Regions from separate parts of the Rattus norvegicus genome. Here region 2 is linked to region 1. The links are chromatin contacts, called in public HiChIP or PLAC-seq maps. All regions are on one chromosome and are shown on one strand. Each heading gives the region's core, a stretch centred on a gene start, on an enhancer-like site or on the middle of the called end of the contact. The rest is flanking DNA. Distances are from core to core; before and after follow the strand shown.

Region 1 (3,932 bases), core at 711-3,210:
TGCAGTCTTGCTTCAGTCAGCCTGAATTCAGGAAGGCACCAGGGGGAGCTCACACATCTTCCTTCTTTTTCTCCCCCTCTGACAGGAGGTTGGCTGTGAGATCCCTGGCAAAACCCGTAGGTCACAAACAACAAGGAAGGCGCAGTGATTCACTGAAGTAAACAAAGATAATTCGCTCCATTAAAATACTCTAGATTCTTCCTTAACACTGCCCCACATCTCGTGGATTGGGTACACCTCAGCTGGCTGTAGGACTGTGTGTTGAAACTCCTCTATCGGGAAGACCTGAAGATTGCTCCTGATAAGCCAGTGGAGGGGGCGAATGTGAGGGAGAGAGAGGTGGTGGTGGTGGAGGAGGAGGAAGAGGAGGAGGAGGAGGAGGAGGAGGAGGAGGAGGAAGAGGAGGAGGAGGAGGAGGAGAAGGAGGAGGAGGAAGAGGAGGAGGAGGAGGAGGAAGAGGAGGAGGAGGAGGAGGAGGAGGAGGAGGAGGAGGAGGAGGAGGAGGAGGAGAAGGAGGAGGAGGAAGAGGAGGAGGAGGAGGAGGAGGAGGAGGAGGAGGAGGAGGAGGAGGAGGAGGAGGAGGAAGGGAGGGAAAGATTGGTGTGTGTTGCGGGGTGTCCTTCGTACAATGGAAAGGGCAGTTTCCAGAACACTCCACTTGCAATCGCGCAGGAGGACAACGGGAGGGATCTGGCATGAGGGAGGTAGTGTCTATCAATCTCCACATTGATCCCTTGGATAGACTCTTTTGTTCTATTTAAGGAAAAGAATTATTTGTCGGTTCCCCCATCCCCGGCCCCCTTCGCCCAGGATTGAAAGCACGAGGAAAGGTGCAGAAACTTAAAACCTGTAACTGACTTAACTGTATCTACCTACATCAGTGAGCAGGATTGTAGCACCAAGCATGCACAAGGGCTGCATAATCCCTACACCTCGGACTTCCTGCCAGTTTCTCTGAAGTGAGGAGTCCTAAGATGAGAGTCAGAGAAGACTGAAGCCTGTTCTGATACCTCACCCCCCACCACACACACACACACAGCCCTCAGCGCAAGGCTTTAAAGGTGGAGTTCTAATCCTAAATTTCAATCTCCTGATAGCCCTCAAACATGCTTCACGGGGCTGGCCCGCAGCCCCATGCTTCGAGGCAAGTGGACTATAATTGTTTTAAGTTTTAATTTATGGATCATTCGTTGAGATTCTGGGAGGAAAATGAAAAAACCTTGGTCACAGAGATCAAGTCTTTCTCACTAGGTTAAAAATCCGTTCTGTGTCAGGTTTCTCTTTCCCCAACTACCGTTCCTTGTAAGATTATAAAAGACGTCCTTTAGGTCCCAAGTCTAAACTTTGAACCATCACAACCTAAGAGATGAATCACGGCGGAGCCGGTGGAATTACTAATAAATAAGATGATGGGGTGTGTGTTGGGGGGTGCGGGGAAGCGCGGGGATTGGGGGGGGTGTCTCTTCCCGGGTGGATTTTCCCCTGCTGGATTGGCTGGGCCCACAGGGATCGCGGCCTCGAGAGTCCCCGTGTCGCACGGTGACTAGATCTGCGCGGAAGAGGCCGGGCGAGGTCGGAGACAGCACCCAAGGCCGGGAACCAGGGGGTTGGGCGATGGGGGACCGCGGGCGCCAGGTGGAGCGGGGAGCTCCAAATGGGTCCACTACAGTGGCTCGCGGGGGGCTCAGGGCCCGTGGGGGCACAGTCACCGTGGCCGAGGCGATCGAGCGGGAGGGATGCTCGGAAGAGCGCGGATAGTCAGGCTTCTGCAGAGAAGACACAGCCAAGCGCAGGGCCGCCCGAACACAGGAGCTGGCGGGGGACACGGGATGGGTGAATCCCCGCACCAGCCCTCCGTCTGGCCCACACTTTTTTTTTTCGGGGTTTGAACATCGGAGACTTAACGGTCCTAACAAACCCGAGACGCATACATCAGTGCGGCAAAATTTCGTGGAGACTCTGGGGGCGGGGGACGCAGCAGGGCTTGGGGACAGCGTGATGATCACCCGTGCCCCCACCCACCGCGCCTTCTGACCTACGGGAAACGAAAGCTCAGCTCGGAATCCGAGCGGCCAACCCGTCTCCCAACCCGGGGCTGCCCTTCTGCACTCGCGCCTTTTTTTAGGGAGTCTGTCCTGGGTGCGACAAGGCTGACAATGCAGCCCCAAGGTGTCTGGGGCCCCTGGCCAGAGACCAGAACCACTGCAAAGAAAGTATCCTGGCGGGGCGTCTGGAATCTTTCAATCACGGGATCAGGAAGGAGGGGACATTTTCTGAACACATAATTTAGAGCCTTAAAATGTTGGTAATGAACTGGGTTCCTCGCCTCTTCCCAAGATGCAGGATTTTTTAACTTCCTGATTTGGGAGGGGTTGCTGGTAGCCAGTAAGAACAATTTCTTGTTATCGAGTCTGACAAAGTGTTTCCATTAAATACTATAGGGTAAAAAAGATCTGTTACCGAGCTGCCTGTGTAATGTTCGACAGAAGCAACTCCGTCACCTAAAACTTGGCCTAGTTTTTCACTCGGGGAGGTGGCCCCCTCAGCACCCTGTCACAGCGGGGGTCTCCAGAAACCATCCCGGATTAAAAAGCTGCTCTCCAAAGCAGCTGTCCCCCCTTCTTACTAAGTCTTGAATTTTAGCTCAAGGTGGAAATGGAGACTGCAAGACCAGGATTGAAAAGCGGGGGTTTCTTAGGAAAGTTGGGGGTGAGAAATCTAAGGTGAATTCGGGAAACAAAGAAAACCCGTAGACCTTTAAATGAAGAACTACGGAAAACCCAAAGGAGGGCAACAAAGATGCGCACTTCCGGGACCAGCCCCGCCCCCACTCACGTTATAAAGTTTTAGTTATGTAATCTCATTTACTTCTCCCCCCCCCCCAACCCTAGAGGTAGGATGATATTTTTAACTTGGGTGTTTACAGATGAAAAACGTGTGTCTCACAGTTAAATTGCCCGAGGGCCTATAACGAGTAGCCTAGCATTGGGGCTGATTAAGGGACACTTCCTGGAACCTCCCTGTTGTTGTCTTTGCTGTTGCTGTTGTCATTGCTGTTGCTGTTATTGCAGTGGGAAGCTGGGAAATCAATTCTCTTGGGAAGGGAGTAGTATTTAAGCTTAGAGAAATATATATATATATATAGATATATATACATATATATATATATATCATCTATTTAGTGGTCGGGCATAAGTGTGACAATTTGAGAAAACTGAATAGCTCCTAATCACTTTGTGGGATTATGTCGAAACTGATAGAGTGGCCAGTTAGAACAGGACAGACACACACACACCAATATTCTCCAAGAAACCAAATTGAAAACAGAAGGAGTTTGGACTTTTTCAAACGTTAAGAACAATTTGATTTTTAGTTGGGGGATTAGATTAAACTACCTTTAGGGTTGGAAGGGGACTCATGAACTCCAGCCAACAAGAATGACAGAACTTTTAAAATGGGCTGTGAATTTCAACCCTGTCTATGTGACCAAGATCAGCTGTCTCAACCCCTCTGGGATTCAGCACCCCTGTCTGTAAAGGGAAGCAAGTAAAAACTCCTGCAAGGTTGTTGTGACATTTACAAAAGCAGTATGGTTGTAAGCCCTTAACAGAATGTCTGCTGTGTAGAAGAGGCTTAAACGTATTAGCAGTATTTCCTGTGATTAAAGTGTGTGAGGACAGATTTGGCTAGAGTAGACATGCAGGGTGGCAGGGCTCTCCCACAGTTTGCCTGAGGCTGGCCCTGGGGAAAACACTGGAATCTCAGTAGCTAGCGAATCCTCTGTGACTTCCTGGAAAGGACCGCTACTCAGAGAAGCATCTAAGACACTTAGATGAAGTCTGGGGACCTGCTTTCTCTTGAGCTGGAGCGCTCTGAGAAATCTAAGGTGCTACGGAATGATTCAGGCAGCTTTCAGATGGGTCAACATTGTT
Region 2 (3,954 bases), core at 93-2,592, 150 kb after region 1:
AGGGGGAAAATGAGGTGCTGGGTGAATTTTCCTTGGTGGGTTTTGTTTTTTTTTTTCTTCCTCGAGACGGGGGAGGTGTTGGGATTTTTTTTTTTTCTGGGGTGGGGGTGTTTCCTAGGCAGCCCGACCCGGAGCGCCGCGTCTCCCCGCCGGAGCCCCCCCACCCATTTCTTTGCTGAACTTGCAATTCCGTGCGCCTCGCCGTGTTCCCCCTCCCCCCTTCCCTCGTCCCCTCCCCTCCCGGGAGAAGAGAGTTGGTGTTAAGAGTCAGGGATCTTGGCTGTGTGTCTGCGGATCGGCGGCGGCGGCGGCGGCGGCGGCGGGGAAGCCGGAGCGGGCGCGGGCGCCGGCCGTTGGAGGAGGTGGTGGTGGCGGAGGCAGGGGGATAGACATGACCGCCGCCTGGGCGCCGGCGCTGCACCGGGAGCCCCTCGTCGCGCGCGGGCGGTAGGTAGCGGCGCGGCGGGGCCGGCTGGGCGGATGCGCGGCGGGGCCGGGCCGGGCCGGGCTGGGCGGCCGCACACGGGCTCGGGGCCCCGTGGTCCCGGCTGTCCCCGCCGGGGTTCGGGAGCTGGGGAGCGGCGGCGTCCCCTCCCCCGGCCTCCGCCCCCTCCGGGCCCGGCGGGCTCCCGGGCACAGCGCACTTTGCCAATGGGCCTGACTTCAATTTTTTTTTTTTACAACCCTTTCTTTCACAAATTAGGGGTGCAGGACAATTGGAGGACCCTGAGGCTCTTCTGGGCTCTCCCTCCCCGGCAACCCCACCCCCCTGTGGACCGGTTTGCACTCCAGAGACGCTGGTCTTTAATTTCTTTCGAGCTACTTTGCAGGGCGAGGGGGGGGGGTGGGGGGTGGGGGGGGAGGGAGTGCTATGAGTGTGTGCGAGTGTGTGCGCGTGAGTGTGTGCGTGTGAGGGGGTGGGGTGGAGGGTGGGGGGAAAGTTGAGACCGGTTCGTGCAGTAGTTTCTCTTTTCTCTGTGATCCATTCATTTCTCGCTCTACCTCCTGTTGCATAAATGGATGCGCTGAAGAGCGGCTACCCCCCTTCTCTCCTGGATTTGGTTTTATAGTGGATGTTACTAGTTTGATCGTCTCTTTGGAAATACAATATTGCTATTTTTCCTTTTTTTTTTTTTTTTTGCTATTGCTGCCTATTCCATTAAAAAAAAAATCAAAACAAAACCCAACAACTCTCCCATTCCTTCCTCCTTTTCTACCTTAATCCCATCCGCCCCTATATCCCCCCCACCCCACCAAACCCCCCAGTCTCCAAAAATCCGATTGTGTTTTCTCCAAGGATTGGGACTGGATTTTCTGATTGCGGTTATTTCCATGTTTCTAGGTTTGTGTGATTTTGCTAAAATGCATCACCAACAGCGAATGGCTGCCTTAGGGACGGACAAAGAGCTGAGTGATTTACTGGATTTCAGTGCGGTAAGAAAGAACGGTGGAAACTAACAACAGCTGTGGAAAAAAAAAAAAAAACAACCCTCCCCCAACACTCCAGCTAGGCACCCATAGACATGGGAAAGACTGGGATAATTTTTAATTGGCTGAATCCTTGGAAAATGTGAGGGTCTTTTTGACAAGTTTTTTTCTTTTTAACAACTAATTTTGGGATGTGGAAAACTCAAGCTTTTTTATTTTTATTTTTTACGAGTTTAATTACTTGCCTTGATTTCTTTACCTACCAATTTCTCTATAAATAATGGAATCTCAATCCAGCAGAAAGGAAAACCAGATAACCCTCTTAAAACTATAAAGTCCACCAAAAACTTGGCCACGTCTGCACACAGAGTGCGCTGCTAACTTTGTGTCAGGCTGCACATCTGATTTACATAATATTTATTTACTTTAAAAATGGAAAATAGGCAGTAGAGGAGCTAGGTGCCCTGAACTTGAGGCGGATGGTTCTGTGTGGGTCCTCTTGACTTCCGCCTGGTCGCCTCTTCTGGGATTCTGGGAACTCCTATGCATAAATTGAGCATACATTGTTCAGTGTGCCTTGGACTATTTTAGTAAATTACAGTCTTGAAATCAGCACAAAGAGGAACTTACACACTTGTGGAGTTTTTACTACTGTACTCTCTTGGTTCTTCTTCCCTCCCCTCTGCTTCCAGACAAGTCAGGAGCATGGATGCAGTTTTAATGCCAGATGAGTTTGGTGTAACATGCGTTTTGTAAAGCAAAAGGGGGAAAAAAAAGAATCCCCCCAAACACACAAATAAAATCCACACCACCTTCTAAGTGGGGCTCCCCCACTCTGCTCCCGCTCCTGCTGCCTGCCGAAGCTGGCTGCCACCTCTGCTGCTCCTCCCGCAGACCCCGTGGAGAAGTGGTTCTCTGAAAGTTTTGGCAGGAAGCAGTGGCCCATAGGCGGCTTTGCAGCCCCCTTTCTGCTTGTTGCACTTTCTCCATTCGCTCCTTTGCTTTTTTGCAGGCTCTGACTCGGGGAAGGTGTGTGAAACGCATTAGACTGGAGGAGAAGAGGGAAACCAGTTAGGGCGGAAATAGATGCTGGAGAGAGAGAGAGAGGGAGTGAAAGATTGAGAGAGAGTGAGAGAGAGAGAGAGAGAGAGAGAGAGAGAGAGAGAGAGAGACTTGCCTACGTTGCTCTCATGTTTGAGCTGAAGTGAGAAATTACTGCAGGTGGCATTTTGATTTTGATTTGGGTTCATGTGTGGCAGACAAGTCCTGTAACGGATGGGAAGGGACATTGCCACATTTATGTTATGCCCAAGGTTTTCAATATAAAACAAACAACTTTTTCTTCTCCTTTGTCAACGTGGTGTTTTCTAGAAAGACTGCTGTGTCCCCCCCCCCCCCCCAATCTATGTCTTGATAATGCCTTGGGGACTGTGTTCAGAATGTAGTAGGACTGTCTAGCCATCTAAGTCACCCGAGGAGGAGAAAGCTACAGTGGTAAAGGAGGGAGGAGGAGGTTGGAACCCCGGTGCCTGGTTTAGTTTTAAGTTGGTTGGTGACGGCTCTATGTTTTCCTAAATAATGCCTTAGCATTAACTCCAAGTTATTTATCAAGAGTGTGAGAGATCTTTGGTGAACTCTGAAGCCACGAATGTCTTCCTTTCAACCATGCCATCTCTTTGTTTTCCTTTAGATGTTTTCGCCTCCTGTAAGCAGTGGGAAAAATGGACCAACTTCTTTGGCGAGTGGACATTTTACGGGCTCAAGTACGTGAATTCTTTTCTTGGTGTGAAGTTCAATGTTCTGGGTTGTTTATTTGCTCTTTGTGTATTTTTGGCTCTGTTGGAGTGTTCTGAAAGAAGTCATTGAGTTTTAACCTATGATGATGTGGTTATTTCATTACCCACCAGCAGCAGACTCACCCCGAATGCTGCCTTTCGCAATTCAAGTGAGACCTATTTCTAAATCAGGGGAACGGTATCAGGATTCCACCACAATTTAAACGTGATTATTTATTTATTTTTTAATACGGTTGTCATTAAACATGCGAGAGTAAGACTGATGTTAATAACATGTGGACAAATCCATGTTCCCTTTTTTAAATAGAGTTGGGAAATAATCTAAATTTCATAAAAGGGGAAACAATGCCAGTTATTAGGTTCTGTGTACAATTAACCGTTTTAAAGAAAGTGGTACTTAATTTTTCAGACGAGTCTGTAAATAGCCTCATGCTAGTCTGAGAGGCCAAGTAAGAATTCATTTATCTTTAAACTATCTGGTGAATGCCTGAGCTGTTTGTTTTCTCTCCCTTATCGTTGACTTATGCAGTGAATTTAATGTTGCAGATTTGAAGAGACTTAGCATTTTATACGTGAGACTTCTTTGGGCGATGCTTCTACAAAAAAAAAAAAGGCAGCGGTACTCACAAAGGAATCTGTGTGCACAGTGATTATCTGGCATCTGAGGAGGAATTTTAGTATAAGGCTCTTTGAGTGTCTCCCATTAAAAGTGGGAACTGAAAATGTGACA

Evidence for each region. HiChIP or PLAC-seq counts read pairs in DNA pulled down with a chosen protein or histone mark.
Region 2: an H3K27ac HiChIP or PLAC-seq map of oligodendrocytes shows a contact between it and region 1, with 11 times the contacts expected there. The contact joins the promoter of Tcf4 here to the enhancer-like site in region 1. A contact is called at or near these places in 6 of 12 Hi-C or Micro-C datasets (the A7r5 cell line, Schwann cells, frontal cortex and 3 more) and 1 of 1 datasets of contacts at active chromatin or transcription factors (oligodendrocytes).

The regions. Positions count from the first base shown.
Region 1 is chr18:65,067,756-65,071,687 of GRCr8, forward strand. No RefSeq gene overlaps it. Among named protein-coding and RNA genes, the nearest start is that of Tcf4, 150 kb to the right of the region's middle. Within about 2 kb of position 1,961, at least 38 of the 93 cell types and tissues checked have an H3K27ac peak or open chromatin away from gene starts, as enhancers often do.
Region 2 is chr18:65,218,303-65,222,256 of GRCr8, forward strand. It overlaps Tcf4 (transcription factor 4), which reads left to right and starts at 1,343. Exons shown (of 19, transcript NM_053369.2): 1 at 1,343-1,434; 2 at 3,119-3,191. The coding sequence starts at 1,363.